2 separate regions of the Oryctolagus cuniculus genome follow, and region 1 is linked to region 2. The links are chromatin contacts, called in public Micro-C maps. All regions are on one chromosome and are shown on one strand. Each heading gives the region's core, a stretch centred on a gene start, on an enhancer-like site or on the middle of the called end of the contact. The rest is flanking DNA. Distances are from core to core; before and after follow the strand shown.

What was found. Hi-C and Micro-C count contacts between places; a contact is called where the count stands out from the background.
Region 1: a contact with region 2 is called in a Micro-C map of ear pinna, with 2.7 times the contacts expected there. The contact joins the promoter of LOC138850166 here to the promoter of TAF7 in region 2. A contact is called at or near these places in 2 of 6 Hi-C or Micro-C datasets (ear pinna and an unstated tissue).

The regions. Positions count from the first base shown.
Region 1 is chr6:29,067,986-29,072,810 of mOryCun1.1, forward strand. LOC138850166 (protein diaphanous homolog 1-like) reads right to left here and starts at 2,864. Exons shown (of 4, transcript XM_070076244.1): 1 at 2,601-2,864; 2 at 2,371-2,506; 3 at 361-447. The coding sequence starts at 2,720. It overlaps LOC100354169 (protein diaphanous homolog 1), which reads right to left. Exons shown (of 20, transcript XM_070076227.1): 19 at 4,705-4,825; 20 at 3,093-3,394. The coding sequence ends at 3,246.
Region 2 is chr6:28,858,275-28,863,201 of mOryCun1.1, forward strand. It overlaps TAF7 (TATA-box binding protein associated factor 7), which reads right to left and starts at 3,219. Exons shown (of 1, transcript XM_002710263.5): 1 at 1,697-3,219. The coding sequence starts at 3,219. The coding sequence ends at 2,170.

The DNA of each region.
Region 1 (4,825 bases), core at 1,614-4,113, 210 kb after region 2:
TGCCTACCCTCCTCTCCATGGTATTTTATACTTCCTGTTACCACTTCTCTGTCTGCTGCTTTTGAAGTTGAGAATGAGGACTCTGACAGATTTTCCATTACTCAGGTTTTTAGATCAACTTTGGTTCATACAGTTAAATGCTCACTCAGTTCTCTGTGTCCTGTTGTTTCAAATGTCTGCTTCAAGAATGGGAAACACGCAGGAAGGACTTGGGGTCAGTCCCTCCTCAAACCCATGGTCAGTACTAACTAGGAGGAAGAGGCCTGGGAAATTCACTGGACACGCAGGCGCCTCAGGAGAAGCTAGCCCCAGACGAAAATCTGCCTGAGCACCGGGGCTGGGCTCCGCATGCGTACTCACCCTGCCGGGGTCCTCTCTTCCGGCGGAACGCTGCCCCGGACTGCAGGGCTTCCAGAAGGCTGTCCATGACACCCGTCTCATCGCCCTCTGTGGTGAAGAAAGATGGAGATAGAAAGGCGTCAGCCAGATGCAGGGCAAGTATTCAGCACTGCTGTTGCTCAGCCCCCCTCACCCAAGGTGGCAGGCAGCTCAGGACAGACCCGGGGGCTCACAGGCCTGTGTTTCCTGGGTCTGTTTAAAAATGGTCTAAGCATAAGATGGCACTACACTGGATTTACCACCCAGGCTTCCCTGGGAGCTGTGATCCTGCAGTGCCACCGTCCCGATTTCATTGTTTTCAAAGATTTATTTGAAAGGCAGAGACAAGAGAAGGTGAAGATACAGGATGACATCTTGCATCTGCTTCCTGGTTCACTCCTCAAATGGCCACAACAGTCTCCTCAGGATCTCCTGTCTGGGACAGGGACCAAGCACCTGGGCCACCTTCGAATGCTTTCCCAGGGGCATCAGCAGGGAGCTGGATGGATGGGAAGTGGAGCAGCTGGGACTTGAACCAGGATGCTGGTGCTGCAGGCTGTGGCTTAACCCACTGCACCACAGCGCTGGCCCCTACCCTCCTGATTGTAATCAGGAATAACTACAGGACAGGTAAAGAAGCTGCCATTTTGGAATTGACAGGCAACTGTATTGCTCCCTCTGTGTTCTAGTGTCTCACGGAGCACCAGATTTAGGTTTGCAGAACAGGGCTGAGGAAGAGACCACTGATGACAGTGCATTTCACCCAAGTATTGCCTCCTCTGACTGCAGCTTCCCAAAGCCAGCTCTACATCTAACGGAGCGGCCTGGCTGGAAGACAAAGAGTTAATGCAGAATCCTTGTTCCAGCCTGGCTCAGTTTCCATGGCAACAGCTCAGGATGGTGAAATCTGAAACTGTGAAATCCCAAAGAGCTGGTTGGCTGCCAGCTCCAAGGCCGGGGCTCACTGTTCCCAGCGCCACCTGCTGGCTGAACATAAACAGTGCAGCTGACCTATATTCCAACCTCATTTGTTTAACCCGGGTACTGGGAGCAGGGCAAGGTCCACTACGCCACCTGTTGACAAGTGCAGCCTTCATCTTTTAGGGCAACTAGACTCCACCTTCCTCTCTGTCCCCCTCTGCATCCTAGCAGATACCTGGACTACAGGTACCTGCAACAAATCCTAGCGGCCCAGAGAGAATTGGGGCAGAGGGTGAAACCAAGGGCAGGTGCAGGATACTTGGTGTGGGCTTTACCAGCTGACAGGAGTGGAGTTCAGGGCTGAACAACTGAGGTGAGGCCAAGGGAACTGCTTTCCAGAACAGCACCCAGTCCCTGGGAGCCAGAGGTACGGAGCAGCCCTTGCTCAGCAAAGTGCCCTGACTGTTCACAGCCCTGAGAACCCCTGGCCGTGCAGAGGGCTCGCAGACCTGCAGTTCAGAGAAGGGGGCAGCAGCTCTGCGCCCCGAGTGGCACACACTGAATGCACTGTATTTCCGCTGCCCAGGGAGCGAGGGTGGGGGCAGGGAATCAACAGCAGGAGAGCAAAGCAGCAGAGACAGGAAACAGGGCCTGTAATTGAGACCATATGTTCCACCAGAGACAGGCTGCTGCTAAAAAACAAGGAGGGTGGCCAGCCTTCTGCCCCCTCTCGGAAGGTCAATCCATTTACAGAACCAGCGGGGTACTTAACTGTGCTAAGATCTTGGGCACCCAGAACTTGGTGAAATAAGCAGAGTGAGGACAAGCCACTTCCAAAAGACAAGAGGAGAATCAGGTCAGGATGACATTTTGGGGAAAGAGGCCAGAGGAACCTCTGGCAGAGCAGAGGGGAAGAGCATGTTAACAGCAAAACTAAAACCACAGTGGCACTCAGACAGAGTGAAAGAACTGGAACGTGTATGCAGCTGGCCTGGGGGTGAAGTCCAGCCTCAGGATCGTGGGGTTGAGCGCAGCCGCGAGCCGCTCCCGCCTCAGTGCGGCAGCCCTCACCTGCATTCATGTCTATGAGTTGCTCTCTCTTCTGCTGCTTCTCCAGCCGCTCCTTCTCTGCCTTCTCCTTGGCGAGTTTAGCTCGCCGCATCTTCTCTTCTGTCTCCCGCCGCTTCTGGTTCTCCTTCACTGCTTGCTGTGGGGTGGTATGGGGACAATGTGGGCACCCGCACACCCACCACCAGGCAGAAAGTCCCCTCAAGACTGATGCAGCGGCATCCCTTGCTCACCAGAAACATATTCCTGAAGTTGTGCAGGTCCATGAAGAACTCCTCCACAGACAGCTTCTTGGGGTCGAAGAGGAAGTAGTCGCCTAGCTCCTTAAAGAGGGTCTCCATGTTAGAATGCATCAGCCGCAGCTTGTTATACTGCTCTTGGGCCTCCTTCACGAAGCTGTGCGGCCAAGGAGTAAAGGGCCAAGACCACGAAGTCGGGCTACTTCTCTAGCCCAGAGAGTGACTCAACACGGATGCTGGCATGCACAGGACTCTTTCTAACAGCAGCAAACAGAAGCCATCTACATATCTAAATCTAGGAACAGGAAACAAACTATGGTACACCCAGAACACAGGAGGTGGCAATCCAGGAAGAGACTGTTCCGCATACAGTACTGTGGGTACAGGATACAAGACACAGTATGTACAAAGAGTACACAGCGCAGTTTAAAAGGGCAGTGGTTACCTCTGGGAGAGGGAGTGGATATGGGGTGCACAGAAGGGGAAGCAGCAAGGAATTCTAGTTTATCTGGGTGGTTGCTACTGCCACAATAAAAATGCTGAACTATGTATTCACTGAAAAACAAATTTAAGAGAAAATTACACATTTCCATGGCTAGCCCACTGTCCTCCATGGGACGTTTCTCTTCCCAGGAGCAACTACCCCCGTTCAAGAAAGGATATAGTCATTTTCTCAACGAACTTGTCCTTCTCATCTGTAGCAGCCGGAAAGTTCTGCACATCGCGCTCCACGTCCGCAATCTGTTTCTTCATCTGGTCAAGGTTCTTTTGCAAGTTCTCAGCAGAAACTGCAGGACACACGAGCTTTACTCAGTCCTTCCTGTCCCCGCTCCCCTCTCCCCTCAGTGCACAGCTGCGATCTGAACACACTCTCTGGCCCTGAACTGTTTTCATTCTCCTAGGTATTCTCCTCTAGTTGCTTCTCACATTTGAGACTGAAAATAGTTTGCTAATTGAGACTGCAGCCTTCACAAGGCAGCCATTACTATGAACAGAAGAGGCATCGTTTAATTTAAGGAGAGTTTTCAACCCCCCCAGAGATCTCAGTTACATTATTTTAGAGAGCAGGTTGTGAGAGGAGGGAGACACACATAGAAGAAGAGAGGGCAGAAACCTGCCCTCTTTCTCCTGAATGCTGCATTTTATTGGCCTACTTCTGCGACAGTGAGCCTGACTGGTTAATCCAGTCGGTTTTCTTTTTTTAATTTTTTTTTTTTTTTGACAGGCAGAGTGGACAGTGAGAGAGAGAGAGACGGAGAGAAAGGTCTTCCTTTTCCGTTGGTTCACCCCTCAATGGCTGCTGCAGCCAGCGCACTGCGCTGATCCGAAGCCAGGAGCTTCTCCTGGTCTCCCATGCAAGTGCAGGGCCCAAGGATTTGGGCCATCCTCCACTGCACTCCCAGGCCACAGTAGAGAGCTGGCCTGGAAGAGGAGCAACCGGGACTAGAACACGGCACGCATACGGGATGCCGGCACTGAAGGCAGAGGATTAGCCAAGTGAGCCGTGGCGCCAGCCCCAATCCAGTCAGTTTTCTGCAGCTTTTCTTCCAAGGGCAAGAGTGCTTCTGTTTCTACACAGGGAGACCTCTCTGCAGCCTTACACTCCCCTGTGGGGCTCAGATGCCACGCTTATGCCCACACCCATCTCCACTTACAGACTAATTCCATGCCCTTCCTTGGGCTCAGAACTGTTTTTTTTTTTTTTTTTTTTTTTTTTTAAATTTTATTTTATTTTTTTGACAGGCAGAGTGGACAGTGAGAGAGAGAGACAGAGAGAAAGGTCTTCCTTTTGCCGTTGGTTCACCCTCCAATAGCCGCTGTGGCCGGCGCTCCGCGCTGATCCGAAGCCAGGAGCCAGGTGCTTCTCCTGGTCTCCCATGGGGTGCAGGGCCCAAGCACTTGGGCCATCCTCCACTGCACTCCCGGGCCACAGCAGAGAGCTGGCCTGGAAGAGGGGCAACCGGGACAGAATCCTGTGCCCCGACCGGGACTAGAACCCGGTGTGCCGGCGCCACAAGGCGGAGGATTAGCCTAGTGAGCTGCGGTGCCGGCCAGAACCGCTTTTTTTAGTTGAACCCCAACCTGCCGCATGCCGCACCTCGACTGGCTTTCTCCACATGGGCAAGCTCGTCTGGAAACTTGAGAACATCGGGATAGTCATTCTCGCACAACTCGGCCAGGAAGTGCAGCAGTGTCATCTTCTGATCCGTAGACTTGGT
Region 2 (4,927 bases), core at 1,969-4,468:
TAAATTATTTGAGAGGCTGACACTGTGGCATAGCTGGTTAGTGCCCATGCTGCTCCACTTCCAAACAGCTCACCGTTAATGTCCTCGGAAAAGCAGAAGATGGCCCAAGTGTTTGGGCCCCTGGCACCCACTTGGGAGATCTGGACACGTTTCTGGCTTCAGCCTGGCCCAGCCCTGGCTGTTGCAGCCAATTATGGAGTCAATCAGCAGATGGAGGATCTCTGTCTCTCCCCTTAGATCTGTAACTCTTTCAAATAAGTAAATAACTCTTAAAAAAAAAACTTGGCAAGTGTTCTACTGTAAAACCCAGCATGGGGGGAGCTGTTCAGGTATCACTGCAGTCATATGTACTAAAACAGGAGAATCTGTTACCAACACCCAAACACATTGAGGAAATTTGCTTTGTATTACCAAATGTCAAAAAATAATCCAAATTCCAGACACTGAGGGAAACCTTGCTTAACCCTACAAGTTCCACACTAAAACCTCCCAAGTTCTGAAAATGTTTTTGTAAATTAAAAATGATCTTGTAGGGGAAAAAGTTACCCTTGTGAAGTCTCAAAGTCTCAGCATTCATTTTACTTTGGTTCTAATTAGTTTTAACATGTTTCCTATCAAACAGAAATTTTAAATGGGCTTGAAATGTTTACTTCATGAGGCTAGTATTTTAAAACCAAACCATTTTTTAGGCAAGTAAAGCTGTCAAAAGTGAATTGCATATAACACTGCATTTCATAAATTTTATCACTGATTTTCAAGAACAGATCAAGTGTAAAGCATTAAATTATCTTTAAGGGCATGGGAAGTTTAAGAGAGTATGAAAACTGTTAAAAGAAATTTTGTAATGCCAGACTATGGTACTGACTTCCTTAAGGATTTCAGTGAAATGAAGTGGCTAAATCACTTATCAGGATATTAAATAACTGTGGAATTAAAATAAAAATAATTGGAAACATAATCTAATCCAAACCAGTGCTGTGGTTCATTGGACTTCACTTGATAGCCATTGTTTTTATTCCCAATATTTTCTGCAGGTAAAAACAGTGCTTTTAAAAAAGGGTAAAGCAGCCGGCGCCGTGGCTCAATAGGCTAATCCTCCACCTTGCGGCGCCGGCACACCGGGTTCTAGTCCCGGTTGGGGCGCCGGATTCTGTCCCGGTTGCCCCTCTTCCAGGCCAGCTCTCTGCTATGGCCAGGGAGTGCAGTGGAGGATGGCCCAGGTGCTTGGGCCCTGCACCCCATGGGAGACCAGGAAAAGCACCTGGCTCCTGGCTCCTGCCAGGATCAGCGCGGTGCGCCGGCTGCAGCGGCGGCCATTGGAGGGTGAACCAACGGCAAAGGAAGACCTTTCTCTCTCTCTCTCTCTCTCTCACTGTCCACTCTGCCTGTCAAAAAAAAAAAAAAAAAAAAAAGGGTAAAGCAGGCCTTCATCTACAAATACTAGAGTAGTTTAGAATGGCTCTGTATCTCATGTTTTCCAGCCTCCTGATGGAGCAGGTGGATTAGAACCTTAATAGAATGCAAAGATGACATTTCCCAATTTCTGCTATGTTCCTTTTTTTTTTTTTTTTTAACCCACAACTGCTTCTTTACCTGCAAAGCAGGACCAAACTGACCAATCATTAAACTCTACCGAGAAACCACCTCAAAAGATTATCTGACTCCTATTACCAATGAAAAAATCAAGACACATAAGTTGAAAATTAGTCGCTTTTATTTATGTTAGAAACCTTATGAAATTATTTGCATCTCTACATGTGTGAAACTGCTTTGATTTAACTGAGAAAATAGTTAGGGAAACATATGCAAACCAACTTCATTGCCTCTACACTAGGTTCTTACCTATCTCAGAAGGCACCACATGGCAGCAATAGCAGCTTCCGGGAAATGGGGAAACAGCAGCAAAGTCCTGCAATGCAGCTGTGAATATTAGGGTTCAGCTGTTCATTCCACTAACCCTACAACTTCCTAACAATTACATTACTGCCTAGTCAATCCTAATTCTATAGAATGAACACCTAGCAAAGTGCTTCTTGAAAACAAGATAATTTAAAAAGAACTTCTAGCATTAGAAGGAACGGGAACTACTGCAAAATCTTAAAATCCAGAAAAAGTGATGAAGATTTTCTTAGTGTGGAACCATCAGGTTCAAAATGATCAAAATTCTTCTTACTTCTCTAGGAGTGACTCCAGCTCTTCCTGCAAAGAGCTGAGCTGCTCCTTTTCTCGGTCTTCCTTTTGTTTTAACTCATCCAGCACAGCCTGAAATCTGTTCTTGAGAGCCAGGTTTTCCACCTTCATGATGAGATCCTCCTGTCGCTTGGCCCTGTCCTGGGTCTCCTGGAGCTTGCCTTTCATGTTGTCAATCTGCTTCTGAATGCCCATAACCAGCTGGTTGGTCCCTTCGTTTTCTTGGTGCTGTTCATCTGACTCATTCAGCTTGTCCTGCAGCTGTCTCTCCAGGTCTTCCTCAGTGTCGATGATGTTTATATCTTCTTCGTCCTGGTGCTGGGTGTCATCTTCATCCTCGCTGCTGCTGCTGAGGTCATTGAATATCTCCCGAAGCTCATCGTGCTCCAGGGAGTCCTGGCCCTGCCTGTGGCCAGACATTCCTGGGGAAGAGATGTCAAGGCCTTGATTCTCCGTCTCTTTTGTTTCATCTTCAGCAATTATCTCCCAGCGAGTACTGACAGCTTCCGCATCTGTACTCAGCAACCGCTTCACTTCTTTCTCCACGTCTGGAGACTCAATATACTTTTTCTTTGCTGTCTTCCGGAATCTTCTCTTTCTGACATTCTTTAGAGGCAGAGTAATTCCATGGTTCCAGACGAACTTTTTCTCTTTGTCCTTATCCTTTTTCTTGCTTGCTTTGGGGTCAGCAGCAGCAACTGGCTCCTCCACAGGGGGATAAAGATCACCATCAACTGTGGACACGAGCATCTGACAGATATCAGCAGTCTTGTAAAAGGTTTTTTTATCGATGGTTTTCAAGCTTTCCATAACACACGGCAGATCCACCAGTTTTGAGGCCAGAGGGACCCGGTCCACTCTGACAATTCCATGACGCCCATCGGGGTGTAACTCGATGGTCAGTCTGTCTTTCAGGTTGACATGCCCCGACTGCACTGCCCTCCTCACAGTAGCAGCATATTCTGGAGGCAGGCGCAAGATAAACTGGCTCTCCAGCTCATGAGGGGCATCATCTTTGCTCTTACTCATCTTCACTTCTTTCTGACTCCCTTCTCCTAATAAACACTTGCTGCACTGAAAAGTTTCAGCTACTGCAACAATTTAAAAGACCAGTTCCTTATGAATTAAAATCTAACAACAGAAGGTTCTATGCAGAACAGTAGCTAAGCATCTGTTTTGTCTTAATTTTTAATCAAGCCACAAATCTTTTCTCTAAATATGCTGCACTCCACACCCGCTGTTTGTTACCGACACACTGGCTTATTCAGAGAATTAAGTCCATTTAAAGCCTGGAGCTGCAATGCCGAGTTCCAGCCTCTAGGTGCCGCCTCCAGACAATGCAGACAGAGCAAGCGGGCGAGCGAGCGAGCAGGAAAGCAAATGGCGGCTCCTGCAGAATGAAGACGGCACAAAATTAGGACAAGCAGTCAACACCGACCCAAACCCTCCCGAAACAAGCATAACTGAAAAAGCGGGACGCAGCGAGCTGCCTTTGCCTCGGGTACTTACAATCCAGTGACGGTTATAAATTCAGCTTCGCGCCGGGCGCAGGCGGCGGGGGGAGGAAGCCACTCGCTGCAAAGCGGCGGGGAGCCTCTTCTCTCGCCGACTCCTTTGTTCTTCCTGCTGCTCAGCTGAGTGATCCGCTACTGATTACCAATGCTTCGGTCCCGGCGGGAAGCGCGAAATTTCGCCGAGACGCGCTGCGCAGAGCCACACACCGGAGGCTCCGCAGGCGTCTGCCTGCAGCCGCTTGCAGAGCTGGCTTTAAAGCCGCGCTGCGTCACGGCGCGGGGCGGGAAGCGGCCGTGAGTGACAGCACGGCCGGGCGGAAAGACGGCCCGCCCCGAGCGCGCGCAGACGCAGTCGCGGCGCTGCGATTCCGGCCGGGACTCGTTCTCTGGATCCAGGGGAATTGTTTTAGGGCGTGAAAATGAAGTTTCCTGCCGACCTAGTTTGAAAATAAGAGATAACGATTGCAGGAAGGTCACAGAGCCTCCCCCTGCTGAGACAGCATTTGTACCGGACCGGCAAGCGCCGAGATAGCGTCTAGACTTCGGGGGTCAGGGCATGTTTGCAGAAAGCGTTTTGCTTCGGGAAACGTCTCGCGTGTTCCCCAGGAGTTACCCATTCTGGTGTCGGTGCAGGAATTTGTAACTAACCACAAAGTGGATTTAAAAGTTCCCAAATCAATGGCGTAAGGAGAGCATGCTGTCCACTGTGTGGTTCTGTGTGTATTTTAATTATGAAAGTGCCCGGAGGGGGACCGTGCTTCTGGGTTTATTTCTGCTTGGGAGCTCTCCAGGGGGCCAGGGGTGATTTCTCATTGGCGTAGTTGGCATAGATAGAAATGTAAGCAGGTTTCTCTGTAGCTCGGCCTCTCAAATAAATCTTTAAACAGAATAGACAGGTCCTTAGGACCTGTGGACAGATGCTGTGGCTAAAGTAGAATGTGTAAATGAGGAATTTTTACTGCCTGGAACGTACCAGTAATTTTTAAATTACTTTGGAATTTTTTTCCACTCCATCTACTGTTTTGCTGTATTCTGCTTATCTCGTATGTGGATTCTCAGGGATTCTTCACCGCATATTCGTGGTTCTTTGGCACAGCTGTAACAGCTTCCACTTATTTTTGTTCTTTTCCATTTATTTTTTAGTAGGATCCGTTTGGTAGAGCATCAAGGTCATTTAACCTACGCCCTCTAAAATATTAACAACAAATTAAATTTAAGAGAAC